Linked DNA regions of Mus musculus: region 2 is linked to region 1. The links are chromatin contacts, called in public promoter capture Hi-C maps. All regions are on one chromosome and are shown on one strand. The core of a region is the stretch at or near the end of the contact, and the rest is flanking DNA. Distances in the headings are between cores, read along the strand shown. Region 1 holds the start of Pdcd10 (programmed cell death 10). Region 2 holds the start of Gatb (glutamyl-tRNA(Gln) amidotransferase, subunit B).

Evidence for each region. Promoter capture Hi-C pulls out the DNA fragments that hold promoters and counts their contacts.
Region 2: a promoter capture Hi-C map of liver shows a contact between it and region 1, with 10 times the contacts expected there. The contact joins the promoter of Gatb here to the promoter of Pdcd10 in region 1. A contact is called at or near these places in 3 of 39 promoter capture datasets (liver and pre-B cells), 1 of 484 Hi-C or Micro-C datasets (uterus) and 2 of 9 other capture datasets (adipose tissue and liver).

The regions. Positions count from the first base shown.
Region 1 is chr3:75,555,044-75,558,462 of GRCm38.p6, reverse strand. It overlaps Pdcd10 (programmed cell death 10), which reads left to right and starts at 1,611. Exons shown (of 8, transcript NM_019745.4): 1 at 1,611-1,741. Serpini1 (serine (or cysteine) peptidase inhibitor, clade I, member 1) reads right to left here and starts at 970. Exons shown (of 9, transcript NM_009250.3): 1 at 821-970.
Region 2 is chr3:85,572,403-85,575,821 of GRCm38.p6, reverse strand. It overlaps Gatb (glutamyl-tRNA(Gln) amidotransferase, subunit B), which reads right to left and starts at 1,693. Exons shown (of 13, transcript NM_144896.4): 1 at 1,503-1,693. The coding sequence starts at 1,678. It also overlaps Gm3740.

The sequences.
Region 1 (3,419 bases), core at 362-2,861:
GTTATCATTTTACACATACTCTCTTCAATAGAGGAAAGCTCCTCCACACAGTTCCCTTGTACTCCTGTTTTTAAAACACGAACAAACGTTACCGGACACAAATGAGAGAATAAGAAGCAGCGAGGAAGTACACCATATGTTCCCGTTGTAGGCTAAACCCAGGTCTTTGTTTCAATATTCCAGCGCCAGCAGGAAGGAAAAGCCAAATACCCACCCATTTCAATTTATTTTCTCATTAATGCTGGTAAAAGTTATACTTAGGATAGGTTTAGCCGGAACCCATCCTATCTTATTATTTGCTTCTTTAACCCATATCTTTTGCAATCCAAAGACCCTGCAATACAACCGGTTATCTTGGATAGACTGTCCGTGGCAGGACAATCTGATAAACTAACACAAGCGTCAGGCACTGAAGAGGACAAAGTTATTTTCTTAGTGAAACAGTTACAAAGTGGTTCTCTATCAATGCCAATTTTGCCTTTTTAACAGCTACGCATCTAGCTTGACACCATCCACCTGGTACTCAATTAGCAGGGCTTTCTTCAATCTTGTGATCTCCCAGACCAGTTTTAATGGTGCAACTCAAAACAAAATCCTTAACCACGCCCTTAATATCCCAGGCAGAGTTACCTTTTGTTTTTTGTTTTTTTTCTCTCTCTCTACCAAAGTCTGTAATTGTACGTAATTGTACTGAAAAGGTTTGCACCGCGATCCTAAGTCAACATAGCACTCTTTCCTCCAGTATCCAGGCGTTCCTATTGTCAGATGCCTTCCTCCCCAGGTTGCTGTGCTGTAGCCCGCAAGTGGCGCCCACGCTTACCTCCTTCACACCTGCAATCCCCGCTCGGGATGCTGGAGAGGATGCTGGGCAGGCTGAGACTGCTCCGGATGCTGCTCTTGCCTCTCTCCAGGGAAACTACAGACTAGGCTGAGCTGAAGCTTCTTCTGAGATTCAAGCTCCGCCTTCCCCGCCTCTAATTGGCCGAAGCTCGGGCTGCGGCTCCTCCCACTGCCATCTGCGCAGCCTAGGCGCAGAGCGGTACCCGAGGTCTCTTAGTTCCTGGTGCTCTGACCCCTTCATTTCGGACTTTCTCCCCTCTGGCATCGCACCTGGCCCTTCCTCAGGTCCTGCTTAGCTCTTTTAGCCGGCTGGTCCAGTGAACACGGGAGTGGGCTGTCCTTTGGGGGTATGGGGGTACTGTTGCTTCGGAGTAGGCGGAGCCCACCGGTCTAGCCCCTAGAGCCTTCCTCCCCGCCTACCCATGGACTCAGCCCAGCCTCCTGTCGCTTGCTACCTCTGGCCCCCCGCCCTTTTCTTTACACCCATCCGAGGGCACCTCCCATCGGTGGGCGTGGCGTTGTGGGCTATCTTCTCATTCTGATTGGTGCAGGTGAGACTCGGCCCCGCCCTCCCTCGTTTCTGGGCGCGCTCTCTCTTCATCTCCTCCCCTCCCTCAAAGACAGGGAACTCTCTTCTGATTTGCTAGAAGTGTCCCCACCTATTGCCTAAGGCGTTCTCGCACAGCCTTCTGGGAAATGTAGTCTTACTATTGCAGGAAGTGCTAACGGAAATGGAGGGCGGAACTACAAATCCCCATCGGGCCTTGCGCGACTCCTGCTGGGCAGGATTCCGGACAACGCCTGGTTCCTTTCGGGTCCTTCCGGCGTCGCCGGAGTGAATTGATCCGGGAGTTGAAGAGGGCTCCAAAGGTGGGAAGTGAAGTCCGTGCCTCAGTTGCCGGTAAGGCGAGGTTTCTCGGTTCGGGTCCGCACGGCTCCGTGGGCAGCCAGAGCGGCCTGGGGTCAGGCGGGGACCGAGGCGGAGGTGCTGAGGCTAGGCTCTGGCCGGCGGGGCGGACGGGTGGGGAGCCGGGCCTTGTGGGCGTCAGCGAGGTCTCTACGCGAGCTGCGGAAAGCTGGGTTTGTAAATGCCTCCTGCCCAGCCCGGCCCGGCGCCTCCAGGAAGTCCGCTGTGGGTTTGGGTGGAGGGGAAGGGTGAGGTCGGCCTCCCGGGTCTCCACTGACCGAGGGGGCGGATGTGGTGGGGTGAGGTCCCGGGCAGGTGAGGCTAAAGCTTGGCTAGGCCTGGAGGGAGCGTGGGTGCCCGGGAGTCGCCTCCCGGTGTGGCTGGGGTTATGCCCTTTGAGGGAAGAAGAGAGACAGTGTTGACAGTTCCGACTCAGTTCCAATTTCCTCTCTGAGGAGGTGATTCTTAACTCGGAAGGTTTGTGCCTCTTGACTCCAATACGTCAGATGGATGTATACTTCTCAAGTGCCCTCGAAGCGCTTTCACTTTGGGATGCTAATGAGACTACTGTAGAAGCAAATGACGTGCCCAAGGTCACACAGATCTTCAGAGTCTAGTCCTCCGAAAGTCCAGTTTCTGACCAGAGTTGTCGGCTTAGGAAGAAAGAGTGGGGAGGTGGGTGGTAGTACTGGAAGCAGATAGAAGAAGTTGCAAAGTAGTGTGCCTGTTTGTCAGAAACGGTTGTGAGGTGCAGAGAGTTGGTTTGTTGACGTGGAGTGGAAGCTTTGCCAAAGCATCCTCTCTAATGTTCTGTAAAACAGGAAGGATCGCTTTAGCTTAGATCTTTACCCCTTTTTCTGGGGTCTACTGAATGATAACACTCACTTTCCACACGCCATTTTTAAAGGATAGATAATATTTAGGAATAGCTCAGTGTTGCCATTAAGAGAATAGTCCTTTTCATTTCTATTTTCTTACCATTTTCAAAAACTATGGGTGAAACTTTCACAGAACTTACTTTACAGATATTCATGCTTTCATTAAGTGAAAATTAAGTGCAGAATCTTGGAGAAATTGTACCATGTTCATTACAAGAAGTGACCCTTTGGGGGGGGGGGTCAGGTTTTTACTTTTCTCTCATTTTCTTCACTCCATGTGTAGACAGTAAAACATACACTTGTATATTTTCTTTTCTTGGCATCATCAGTGAGTTTTAATTCATTCTTATTTAATGTTAATGAATGATAAAAATGATGCTTCTATATTGAATGGAAAGAACTGCAGGCTTACTATGTAAATTAAAATATAAATACATAGTATGTACTGTAAGTATATATGCTATATATTGAATGTGCTTTGCTTGCCATGATTAATATTAATTTTTTTTTAATGCAAAGCTGTTTCTGGGATCAGAAGAACCAGTCAAAATGGTCTTGTTTGAAGGGGACTTTTAAAGAAAATGGAGAGTTGTGGTACCATAAAATGAAGCAAAATCAGGAATAATGTAACACCACACGTCACAGTAAGGGAAAAGTCACTAACAAAAGGGAAATTATCTGGGATTAATTGGTTTTGAAGTGGAGTTTGAAGTGCATTAATTTGAGTGGGCCATATGTAAGTCAGTGCTGGTAAAGCAAGAATGCTAATATATTTTCTAGATGACAGTGTGGAC
Region 2 (3,419 bases), core at 444-2,943, about 10 Mb before region 1:
AATATAAATTCTTATAAACCTATATTTCCAATTATAATCTTGTGTTTTAAATTAAAATTTTATATGCTTATATTTTAAAATGTGTCATTTTATTGGTGAATAAACTAAATGTACCTTATTAGTTAATAAACACTAAGTAAATGACTCAGTAAATAATAAAAGCTTATCTTATCATTATTTGGGTTTAATACAAATGCCAGGATTCTAGTTCTAGAGAAATGATGGCTAAAGAATAAATTATCGCCCATATTTTGAGTTCATTGTTAAGAGCTTGTAGCTACAGAAGCAGGATCAGATACCATAGACTACCACAATATGGTATTCCTTAAAACCCGTGAAAAAGAACAGAAAACCATTAGAGGAAACTTTGTTTTCATCCACCAAGTCCCATCCAGTTCTTGAGATCTAAACTTAAATTTTTTTCATTTGTTCATACTTCACTGCTAGCAAATCTTTGTAAATGCTTACAGTGATATACTGTCTCTTATCTGAACAGCCCTACTCTGGTGAGCCAGTACTCCACTCTCTTTGGGGAATTAAATTCTCTATTCCTATGTATGTTCCTAGTCTTCACTTCTCCCTAGACATTTTCTATATTAGTCAGATTTTAATTCATGTGCATTCAGTTTTGTTTTAAGCAGTTCAACAGATGAAGGAATGAGAAAAGATTAATTCCTTCTTTCTAAAATTTGATAATAAAGCTTTCAAGAGAGAGGAAATAAACTAAGAAATTCAGAAATTCTGCATGTTCTAATTGCTAATCGAAGTATTTCTGCAGTTTCATTTCGTGGAAAGAAAATAGTCTAGTTTATGAAGAGAATAGAAAGGTGATGATTTTGGACATTTTTCTTCTCTTCTTCACTGAAATGCTAAAAAGAATGCCAACCTCAACAAAACAAAACTTTTTTAAAAATTGCCTTGTTGCTGTATTTTAAAAGAAGCTTTAAATCATGTACACGGAAGCAACTAACTGCTGTACAACATAAGCAATTCTTTATATAATCGGGGAAAGATTTCGTCAGTCGACTAACATCCTCCTGGGGTCTAGACAAATATGCCCACAATAAAACCACAGATAGCTAGTGCTTTCTGACTAATAAGACCTCTCCTATCTGGGGCTTTGTACAACGGCTATTTTCTGTCTTTAAATTATTGCTAGCCTGTAGTGACGCCAAATGCCCGCTACATACGAGCCAGAGTCTAGTGTCGCAGACCCCACACGAGTTAGTAGGGCAAAGTATTCCAGTCTTCTGTCTGAGAAGACGACTGGAGGAAACGCTATTTTACATTCGCACGTTGTCCAAATATGCCTACTTTAAGACAGAAGTTTTAAGTGTGAGGCTGAAGGTGGCAGGCCTGGTTTTGTGTTTTCATTTAGGTTCAGTTGCCCATAACACAGGTGACCACCCTCCAGCACACTAAAACCCTCAGGCTGGGCTGCCGGGGCCATTATCTTCGTTCTGCACTTCCACGAGACAGGCAAAAGTACGAAGAAGATATACCCTTTCCTCGGCTTCTGAGCCGTGTGGAGGGAAGGCTGAGCCACTGAACTCTGTCTCCTAGCCCAGTTGGATGTGGGCCCAGTCTGAGAGCCACTTCGGTGGCGGGAACCGCCATCTAGCCATGTTAAAGCCCAGCGTCTTCCAGGGAAACCCAAGCGCAGCATGGGCGCCGCCATAGCGTCGCCGAAGTCCCGGTCAGGTGACCCACCCTCCCTCTGCCGCGAGGCTCCCTGGGAAGCGTAGTTCTGGCAATGCGCCACAACCCGTGTAGCTCTTGACCGGAAGACTACTGTTCCCAGCAACCCAATTCAAAGGCTGCCGGAACTTTGTTAGGGAGGGGCGGAACCAAAGAAGTGGGAAGGTTGGTGGGTCCTGTGTGACTCCTCCTAGCGGGGAGTTGGAGAGCTTTGTGGCGGTAGAGCTTGTGTGTACTTTGACAGCTCTTTGAGGGAGCGCCAAGCAAGGAAGCCTCACCAAGGATTTTATACTCAGCTTAAGCCCGTGAGTTGAAACAAATGACCCTAACATTACCACAAAGGCTTCCTGGACCCTCCAACGCTTTTATTTTTTCTGTCTTGCTCGCACACCTCGCACACAAATTTGTGCATTATTTCAACTGATACTTATTTGCATGCCTGCTATATATACCTAGTTCAATAATAAGGCAGCATTGATATGCTAGAAAGAAAGACTTTGGGGATGTTATATTTTAAAGAATTGACATTTTAGGGAGAGGAACCATACAGAAAAACGTTTTAAAAATTGTTTTCATGTCCGAAAAAAATTTTTAAACTTTTATGTGCTTTTTACTTACTATTTTTCTTAGCCAACATCTGAAACAATTTCTTGTGTTAGAAAGCTTTGATAGAAAAAAAGACATCACCTCAATGGATTTCTTTTGTTGTTTGACTTCAGAACTCATCTTGGACTGGGCATATCCCTCAGTGGTACAGCATTTGCCTACCATGTAGAGATGCTAGGTCCCACCCTCAGGAAGGCAAAACCAAGCAGAGCCTTTCATATCCCTTGTTGAAATTCCAGGTGATTTTTTTTTTTATTTGAAAACTTAGTCTACAATAGTTCTTACTTTCATTGCCTGATTTTAATTGTCAACATAGTCTTAACAGCTATCTTTGATTTCAATGGATCCTTGTCTGGTATTTACCATAGTATTTCCAGAGTACAGAGTAGGCGCCTCAAGAATATATGAAGTAGTACAGTGCAGTGAATGTATTTGACAAATGGGGGCTGTTGAGAGGGTATGTTCTTTAGAAACGCAATAACAGATTGGGGTAGTGGTGAAGGGTAAAGTAAAACATATGTTTCTGGGAGATGTGCAAGGTGAGATTGAGGGACCTGATCGAGAGTTGGAGGTTCTGTACCTGCTCCTTGCTGACAGGTCCAGGACAGAGGAGAGAGGTCCCTGTCCCTCTGGGGTCTCTCCAGGGCTGAGCAGGATGGCGAGTGTCAACGGCCCAAAAGAAACACACAGAGTTGGGAGTCTTGTTGAAGCAGGAACTCAACTTTATGGAGTCAGCCTCTTGCTTATATAAGTTTGGAACATAGGGAGGCGGGTTTTGGTGGGGTAAGATGGCGTAGTGACTGACAGGGTCAATGGCAAAGCTCTACATCAGCAACGACAGGGCAGAGGCAGGGCCAAACAGGTCTTGCTGAGTCACCCCAATATGGAAGTGACTGAGACAGGTCTCAAAACTTGAGCCAGGCTTAGGCTCTCCCACAAGGCCGCAGAAACTCGAGCCAGATTCGAGTTTGTCCTCAAGGCCCAAACCAGGGCCAAAATGGGGCCCAACAGTTCTGACTTATGTGTGTAGTGTATGGTAAGGAAGCCAGAAAAGGAACCTATTCTCTGTGTGAACTTAGGTGCTTGGTTGCCTTGGAGATTTCCAAGAGGAGCAA